Regions from separate parts of the Mus musculus genome. Here all the other regions are linked to region 1. A link is a contact called in public HiChIP or PLAC-seq and promoter capture Hi-C data. All regions are on one chromosome and are shown on one strand. The core of a region is the stretch at or near the end of the contact, and the rest is flanking DNA. Distances in the headings are between cores, read along the strand shown.

What was found. HiChIP or PLAC-seq counts read pairs in DNA pulled down with a chosen protein or histone mark. Capture Hi-C pulls out chosen DNA fragments and counts their contacts.
Region 2: a contact with region 1 is called in a promoter capture Hi-C map of pancreatic islet. The contact joins the promoter of 4631405J19Rik here to the promoter of Trp53i11 in region 1. A contact is called at or near these places in 1 of 39 promoter capture datasets (hippocampal neurons), 1 of 484 Hi-C or Micro-C datasets (embryonic stem cells), 10 of 115 datasets of contacts at active chromatin or transcription factors (double positive thymocytes, embryonic basal ganglia, embryonic forebrain and 6 more) and 3 of 9 other capture datasets (embryonic stem cells, liver and pancreatic islet).
Region 3: an H3K4me3 HiChIP or PLAC-seq map of the SCID.adh cell line shows a contact between it and region 1, with 14 read pairs. The contact joins the enhancer-like site here to the promoter of Trp53i11 in region 1. A contact is called at or near these places in 4 of 39 promoter capture datasets (cranial neural crest, frontonasal cranial neural crest, hippocampal neurons and 1 more), 1 of 15 datasets of contacts at CTCF or cohesin (thymocytes), 4 of 484 Hi-C or Micro-C datasets (double positive thymocytes and embryonic stem cells), 14 of 115 datasets of contacts at active chromatin or transcription factors (the SCID.adh cell line, craniofacial prominence, embryonic basal ganglia and 9 more) and 2 of 9 other capture datasets (adipose tissue and pancreatic islet).

The regions. Positions count from the first base shown.
Region 1 is chr2:93,185,926-93,188,871 of GRCm38.p6, forward strand. It overlaps Trp53i11 (transformation related protein 53 inducible protein 11), which reads left to right and starts at 1,623. Exons shown (of 8, transcript NM_001025246.2): 1 at 1,623-1,822.
Region 2 is chr2:93,028,089-93,030,987 of GRCm38.p6, forward strand. 4631405J19Rik (RIKEN cDNA 4631405J19 gene) reads left to right here and starts at 1,260. Exons shown (of 6, transcript NR_110333.1): 1 at 1,260-1,559; 2 at 2,050-2,086; 3 at 2,310-2,471; 4 at 2,788-2,867. All of the region lies in intron 1 of Prdm11 (PR domain containing 11), which reads right to left.
Region 3 is chr2:92,932,893-92,935,845 of GRCm38.p6, forward strand. The region is part of intron 1 of Syt13 (synaptotagmin XIII); the gene reads left to right. Among named protein-coding and RNA genes, the nearest start is that of Gm13791, 14 kb to the left of the region's middle. Within about 2 kb of position 1,584, at least 45 of the 459 cell types and tissues checked have an H3K27ac peak or open chromatin away from gene starts, as enhancers often do. A contact at or near this core is called in the SCID.adh cell line, embryonic stem cells, forebrain and 1 more, where this site is marked.

The DNA of each region.
Region 1 (2,946 bases), core at 373-2,872:
ATGACACTGTTCCAGTGACACAGCCCAGAGCCCTGCATGCCAATAGTGCAACAAAGAATCCATTATCCCATCACTGTCCTGAGGTGAGACTCTGAAGCAAGCCACAATGAAGCTCCTGGTCAGGGACAGGTGGCTTGGATGTGCACTTCACTCCACACACCTCCAGGCAGGCCTGATCCAGAGCTACAGACATGACGGCTGAGTGATTCATTCATTACTGGTCATCACTAGCCAGGTGTTCAGCAAAAGCGGGTGGCACTGTGGGAAGGGAGTTTAGTTGCCTTGGTAATCAGGAGGCTAACAGCCACTGAGAGCTGACTTGCTATGCACCAGACACTCTTCTGTTTACTTCCTTGCAAAGGGCACAGCCCCTCCTGTCCAGCCCCAGCCACTGGGAGGGCCATGGAGCCTACCTGGTATGTTAGCACCTCACACATGATCAGGTTTGGTTAACATGGCCTGCAGCTGTAACTGGAATCTCAGCAACAGCCACAAGGTACTTCCTGCTATAAGGTCACACCCCTTTGTAGGTAAGGAGGCAAGACTTGGAGAGGTTAGGAAACTTGCTTGCCTAGGGCTAAGCTAAACAACAGAGCCAGGATTTGAACCCAGGTATTCTAGTTCTGTAGCCTGGAGCAGAAAAGCAAAACTTAACTCTGGAGCCAGAGGCACACCTAGTTGAGTTATAGTGAGGGGCAGCTACTCTCCATCTCTGCCCCAGTTCTTTACCTTCAACCTTGCTTCTCTCAGTCCCCACCCTCCCTCAAGCCTTTACTATATCAGTCCAGAAGACAAGATCCAGAGGTTTCTTTCAGCAGGAAGCAGGGCCCTGGGCAAAAATCAACTGCTATAAAGGGTTTCTCAGGGAGTCCAGAGCCAGGCATGGGACAGGTTGTAGGTGCTGGTCTTTTTAGTTTGAGAGACTTCTCAAGACTCACCTGGGACTCTCTCTTGGCATGAGCTGTTTGCTTCCACCAACAAATACTCTGAAGCCACAGATAAGATCCAACCTTGCCACACGCAGCACATAGCACAGCAACTGCAGTAGAAGTCTCAGCGGGTAAGAGTTCTTGTCATTTGGGATTCACACCAAACTGGGGAGATGGGTGACCTGGGTGACAGAACACTCATTCACCAATTATCTTAAGGCCTTGGCTATGTATTAATGACTCGAAGTTTTGTGAACTGGGACTAGTCCTATTGGACTGCTGGGAACGCTAAGGTTTTATTTTTGAAAGTGGTTTAGCAAACGATGAATTGTAAATTGCTTTTAACCGTGTTGTTTCACCCGTGGGGGACCCTAACAGTCATAGCAGGTGCCTTCCTTCCACCCTAGACACCGGCCTAGGCCTGAGAATGGATGTTTCATAAACCCGTAGGGGTATGTTTGCAGTCCGGGAGAAAGGGGCGCTGTCTTCAGAACTTCCGAGAAAGTCCTGGGTGGCACAGCGGCAGGTTGTCCCCGTCCGGGGATCCCCCTAGCCAAGCGAGGGTGCGCCCTCCGCAGGCGGCTCCCGGTAGGCCCTCCGTTTCAGCTCTGGGTCTCCCCCCCAACCCCTCTGTGCCCGCCCCGGCCACCTCGGGGGCGAGGCAGCCCAGCGCGTGGGAGGGGACGGCGCGCCATTGGCTTGTGCGCGGCACTAGAGGAGGGACCAGTGCGGGCCGCCAGACTCGGGCGAGCCCAGCAGCGCCAGGAGTCCAGCTTGCCCTGCCCTGCCCTGCCCTGCCTGCCTAGCGCGGCGCCGCGATGTGAGACTCCCCGGGCCGGAGCGTCCGCAGGGCACGCCAGCTCCGCGAGCGCAGCACCCCGCGCGCCAGGAACGTAAGTCTGCTGCCGGCAGCCGCTAGCCTCACACTTCACCGCCGTTGCCACCGCGCTGGCCGCTGCCTGCGCAGCGCAGCCCGGGGACGCCGGGGGGCCTTAGGGACCGCTGGGGGCATCGAGCACCCTGCGAACGACAGCCGGGCGCCAGGACAGCTTGGCACTTGCGGGGCGGCGGGCGCCCGAGACCCCCGCTGAGCTCCTACTGGCACTGTCCTCTGTCCTTTTCGTTTGTCCCCTTGCACTGACTCGGTTTCCCTTTCTCCCCCAGCTCTCTTCTCCGCCACCTCCTTCCCCAGGGGCTGTTTATTTCGCTCTCGGCCTCCTCCAGGGCTTTATCTCTTTGATTCGGAGCTAGTGAGAGCGGAGAGTAAAGCAGTTTCTTTTATCCCGGGGTCTCTGTCTTCAGCGCTTGGTTCTCGGTCCCCTCCCCCTTTCTCGCCACCGCCCCCCCTCCTCCCGCCTTTGTTTCCCGGCGGGAGGATTGCGCGGTGTAAACTTGCGAGTTTCCGGGTCCTCGCCCCCACGGGTACGCGGGCGGAGAAGGTGGAGGGGTTCCCGCTGTCCAGTGGTCTGGCCGGACCTTTTGTGTGGGTGCCGGGGACTGGAGGAGTCGCGGACTCTCGCTTCACAAAGTGGGGGAGTGTCCTCGGCGCGGAGATGAAGATAGATCAGAGGGGGAAGGGGCAAAGCCGGCGACACTCCTGAGTCCCTGCTGGAGAGGAGCGGGCAGAAAAGTGTTTGGGCCTGACCCCAGTCGGGGGTGGTGGTGTCAGGAGGGTATTGCAGGTGGACCCGGGCGACTCTCTCTCCCAAACCGCGCAGACAGCTGTAAAGTGTAGCGCCATTGCCTGGCGCAGGATGGATTGGGGTCCCGTGTAGTGCGCAGAAAATATTACGCGCACCATCCTCGGGGCACAGCGAGGCCAGCCGCTCGCTTCGGCTCCCCTTTCGTCGCCTTCTTGCATCCTGGATGGAGCGGGCTTCTCCTCCTGCCTGTGAGGTGGAGGAGCAGGGATAGGCCCAGGACCCACTCCCACTTTGACCCAAAGCTTTACAAGCACACGGCCAAGGCCTCCTCAAAGTCCCCCAGCACGGACTTCCTGTTTCGTTTCTTTTAGAAA
Region 2 (2,899 bases), core at 10-2,509, 160 kb before region 1:
CACGGGCACTACCACTCGTAATGTCTGCTTGTCACACCTGTGGGACAGACTGCGGTTGTGGGACTGCACTGGTGGAGCTGACAAGCTCAGAAGGAAGAGGCTCTGCAGAGCAGTGACACTGCCAGGAAGGTGACCTTCCTCACGGGCCTCCAGGAAGGAGGTGGGAGGGGGGACGCTCTAATGTGACAATGCCCTGGCAGAGTGGGGTGTCTTCTAAACCCAGTGGAGGGCACCCATTCCCTCCCTTGTGGCCTGTCCTCCTGCAGTTCTGCATGCCAGCACTGTCCTACCTGCTGGGAATCCAGAGAACAGGGTTCCTGTCCTCATGGGTCAGCAGCTATGCCTATGGGAATGCCTTACTGACCCTTATTTTTTCTGGCACCGACTGTCTGGTGTCTTGGGGACACTTAGGTGTGTGATTGTGAAGACCAACCAGTCAGAGCCTGGATCAGCAGTCCTCAGTGATTAGTGCACCTTCCTTCCTATTGCCTCAGGGTGGACAGGTAGGAGACCCAGCCAATGGATGAAGGGGTGGAGTGTCCCAGGAGACCACTGCGAAGAGAAAAGGATGCAGAACAGCTGTGCCTGCTGCCAGGCTTGTGCCTCACCCCCACCCACAACCCCACCCCAGTGGCTGCCTGTGAGGAGAGCCAGTACAGAAGAAAGCAGAGAAGGCTGGACGGTGTCCTGAAGACACTGTACGAGCCCCTGGAGCCAATGCTGCCTGAAGCTCTCAGGATCCTCTTGGACCTCGAGCTCAGCCACATGCATTCCATTTTTGCGTGACGGCTGAGTTTCTGGCAGGTGGTGATTCCATAAAGTCCACGACCTTGCAAACAGTTTTCCTTCGCTTTTCAGATGGAAGTTCAGAGAGGTTAAGTGGCTTGACCAAAGCTGCACAGCAGCCATATGCAATCTTACCAGCACAAAGCCTACCCTCCTGCTACTATTCTCAGGTGGCACCCCTGTAGGACAGGTGATGAACTGCAACTAAGAGAGGAAGGGATTCTGTCCAGGACAGGTCTTCCTGAGAGGATCCCACAAGAAAATCACTGTCGAACCTGCTCCACCCTGAGGCAACAGGAAGGAAGGAAGTATATGTAGGTGGCACACTGGCAGCTGTTGCTATCTCAACTTTTCTTTCTGCCGGTTTTAAAGAAACAGAAGAACCCTCAGGAAAGCCTGGGGTGTCTGCTCTCTACAGTCAGACAGGCTGGTCACATTGCGCAGGTGGCTCCACACAGTGGCGGTGTGCTGGACGCAAGTGGGAGCCCTGCTCAGATGAGCCAGCCTCCCCAGCTCTGAAGGCAGGCAGCCAGGCAGCCAGCCTCTGAGTTTCCTGTGGTGGCCTCCGAGCTGGTGACCTGTATGGCAGACTGAGGACCTGGGATGCATCCAGCTGCCAGCTCGACTTCCTCTGGACTGCTCCCTACCCTGAGCCCCGCAGACTCGGAGCTCAAGTGGATGACATCTTGTGCTCCCAGAGGTACAGGAGGCCGGAAATGAGAGCACAGGCAGCCAGGTCCCTGCAAGGAGCAGCTCAAGTAGAATCGGGGAAGGCAAGTGGCAGAGGGACACGCCCTGCTGTGATCAGAACTAGAGAAGCCTCCCATTGTCCCTTTATAAAATGAGACAAGTCGGGCTGTGCTGCTGTGAGCCTGGGACCTCTTCCACTTAGGCGCTGAGCCCCACTCTCCCTGTCTGAACAATGAGGCGACTGGGCTTCATTTCCTTCATTACCTGCTTGCTCTGGCTTTCTGTGACTACAATGTAGGGGTGGGATGGGGTGGGGGGGGCGCATCCAAAAACTCACAGCACTGGACCAGCAAGTGACAAACACCTTCCCATCAACCTCCTTACTCTACCACAGAAGCCAACATAAGCTATGGTAAACAAACAAACAAACAAACAAACAAACAAAACCCTGATGGATTCCAGCCCTGGGATCCACTGCACCATTTATACCAAATCATGACAGCCCAGGGGAACCCCACACGGACACAGCATGCTAGCACCCAACTAGCAGAGTCCTTTCCATTTCTCTCACAGGTCCCCGAATGGGAAATGAATCATGAAAACCACGAAGGTAAAATTAGTCTGCCCTGCCAAGGAGTAATTTATGCTGTGACCAGCCCCTGGAGAGAGGACTGTACATGGGCTTGGGTTGGCCTCTGGGGTTGGCAGAGGGCAGCCTGGCCATCTGGAGCCCCTGTCTCCGGGCTCTTCTATTTCTGGCCTCTGCTTCCTGGGCTGTTGGCACGGGCTCTAGAGCTTTCCTAAGTCCCTCCTTGTTCCCTCCCTGGCAGCAGACCTCCAGCAAGCAGACATGCCTGGGTTCCAGTGAGCTGCCCATTCTGCTGCCCTCCGAGTTCACAGGTGAGGGAGAGTCAGCTCCGAGAGGATACTTGGGCAACTACAGGGATGCGACGAAGCAGGATCTGAACCCAGACCCCTTGATCTCCAGCCCTCAGGTGAGTGTGACAAGGGGACACTGGCAGCCCTCATACCTACTATGTGTTTTCCAGTCTCAGACCCAACAGCAAGCCCTCCATGTTCTATCCACTGGCAAGGTGGGGGGAGATCCCTTACTGACCCAGGGAGTGGGGCTTACAAAAGGCCACAGAGCAAGTGTGAATACCATTGTAGAGATCCTGCTATTGGGCTATTTGTGCAGAGTAAACGTGGCTGAGGGAATGAAGGATTCCCTGCATACAGGGGCCTATGTGGCTGTGTCACTCATAGAACTAACCAGACCCAGTAGAGACCCTGGGTATAGCTCTCATCTAGGCAGCTGTTTCTATTTGTGGGACCCATGAGGAACACAGGAGCCACTGAAGGAGGGGTTCATCTGAAGGCGAGTGAGTCAGGTAAGTTACCAGACCTTCCTGAGCTGTGTTAG
Region 3 (2,953 bases), core at 334-2,833, 250 kb before region 1:
CATGGCTCCCCTCTCTACACTGCCTTCTCTGGATGCTGTGTGATTCAAGCCACAAAATCTGTGCGATTCCAGCCACCCATTCTAGCTGGGTTTTTATTAGGCTCAGCATAGCAGTTTCCCTTATAACATCTGTAACTATGTATCAATCTCACATAATTTCCTCTACAGAGACTTAGAAAGCTCGGGAATTTGCATGGGCAGTGTAGGGAGGACACAGACAGACATGGGGTGGGAAAGGCTGCAAGCCTGAGTTTAAATGAGAGAAGCAGAGATCTTCCTCAGACTGGGAAAAAAAATCTGCTTTCGAATTGCTTAGCCACTGACCTGGGGGGTGGAGGGTGAGGGGTAGAGGGGGTGGGCAGAGGATGCTGTTACAAAGCACGTAGTCTTCTCTGGCCAAATTAAGTTCCAAGAGGAGTAAGGCCATTCTGACTACAGATTTAGCCTGTAGGAGGTCAGCTTCCACTGGGGACAGTGATCTCCCTCAGCTAGCTGGCTTAACTTAATAGACCCACACACCTCTCTCCCCTCCGCATGCGTGCAGACCGTGTGTGAGGGTAAAGACCAGAGGCTGCCATGGCTTCGTTCACAGAACATGCCCTTGATGGTGAATGATGTCTGACCAGATGAATGAGTGAAGGTACCGCCTAGAAACACAGAGATGGAACGTTCTCTCCTCAAGCCTCTTCCCACATCTTTCCTTACACCTTCCCACAGCCTTGGGAAATCCACTGCCAGCAAAGAAGCACAGGCTAGCCTACAGACTCTATAGTCACATGCCTGGATCCAAACCCTAACTTGGTATCTCATTAATCACATGACTTCAGACTTACTCCTCTGTGCCTCTGTTTCCTCTTCTGAAAAGCAGGCAGAATATAGACACTTTCCTCATGAGGTAGTAAGCTTTAAACACATCCTTCTGGTGCAATATATAGACCTATGAATGACATCTGATTGATACACAGAATTATTTATTTATTTATTGATTTATTTATTCATTCATGTTTGCTTGTTTCTTTAATTATTGTCTTTTTGAGACAGGGTTTTTTTAGTATAACAGCCCTGGCTGTCCTGGAATTCACTTTGTAGACCAGGCTGGCTTCAAATTCATAGAGATCCACCTGCCTCTGTCTCCTGAGTGCTAGGATCAAAGTCGTGAGCCATACAATTTTCACACACACACAAGTGTGTGTGTGTGTATATATATATATGTGTGTGTGTGTGTGTGTGTGTGTGTGTGTGTGTGTGTGTCTAGAGTCTAGACTGCCCTTAGACATACTATATAGCCAAGGATATAGCCTTGAACTCCTGATCCTCCTATCTCCACCTCCCAAGTGTTAGGATCACAGGTGTGTGCCATCTCTGGTTTATGGAGTGTTGAGGGTTGAACCCGGGGCTTTGTAAATATTAGACAAAACTCTACCTACTGAGCCACATCCCCAGTCCTCAAAACTAGCCTTTTTAGGTTTAAAAATAACCTCCAAGGGAAAACAGAGTAGGAAGAGGTGAGTCCCGATAGAAGGGGATTTGGGACACAGGCTTGGAATACACAGGAGAGGAGGTGGTGCAGGCTGCAGGATTGCCATGGAAACGCTGCTTGGCGCCAGGACCGGAAGACCAGCTGTTTCTTTAAAATGAAGCTCAGCTCAGCAGTTTGGAATACACACCTTTTTTTTTACTGGGACCCTGTGGACTCGCCCCTGAGCAGCCAAGCTGATCTACCATACTTGTGTCTCTGGGGTCTCTGTCAACCTGGGATGGGCCCAAGAATGATGCAGGTACCAGTCACACCAGTAGCACCACGGGAGGCTTCTTAGACATGCAGAATCCACCTGAGGCCCGGGCCTGGAATCTGGGTTGTCTGGCTCTCTCTGTGAATGATGTCTGCCAGCTAGCTCCTCCAATATGCCTGCTCCCCATCCCCCACCCTTGGACGGAAGGCTGTGTGGGGCAGTAGAGGACATCAGGATAAAATTCTAGAGTTTAGCCTAGATTGAAAGGAAACCCCCACTGTTCTCCGTGGTGCGGAGGAAGCTGTTTGTTATAGAGCACACAGTTTTCCATGGCAAAATTAGGTTCCAAAGAAAGTCAGGCCAATCTGAACTGCAAACTTAGCCTGTAGAAGGTAGTCTTCCCCTGGGGAGATGGTGATTATATGTGTGCACTTTTGTGTATTCACACGTGCATGTGCACGTGTGCGTGTGTGTGTGTGTGTGTGTGTGTGTGTGTGTGTGTGTGTGTGTGTGTGTGTGTGTAACTGTGTACATGTGAATGTGGAGGCCAGAGATCAACCTTGGGTGCCTCCCTTCTTATTTTTCAGTCAAGGCTTCTCTGAGTTTGGAGTCCACTGATGTAAATAAACCATCTAGCTACTGAGCTCAGAGAATCTGTGTCTCCACCCCCTGGATGCCAGGGTCACCAGTGTGTGCCATCATACCCTGCTATTTATGTGGGCACTGGGAATCTGAACTCAGGTTCTCATGCTTGCGTACTAACCCTTTCCTGTCTAAGCCATCTCTCCAGCTCCCTGAAACATCCGTTACTTTAAGAAGGATGTCCCAGCACAAAACATCAAATTAATAACCAGGGTCAAAGAAACCTCAGGTCAGCTGAGTCTTCACAGACCGCTAGCTCTGTAATTAACTTCTGCTTTCCCAACATAAACCTCACTTGGGAGGGCATCTGTCTCTTCCCTCCTGGAGCCTTCACGCTCAGGTGAGGCCTGGCCTGAGGTGAGGCTCCATCAATATTTGCTCATTAGATGAAGTCCAGGTCCTCCTGCCCTGCCCCCAAGCCATCTGTCAGCCTGCAAGAGCTGATGTAGACAGAGCCCAAGGAAGCCTGAGCCAGGAAGGTGGGGTGAGGCTGGGAGGAAGGGCACAAGGCGAGCAGCAGCCTCCACTTAGCCCCAGAGTGACTGCTGGGGCTGCAGGAGTCACCTTCATCCCCCAAG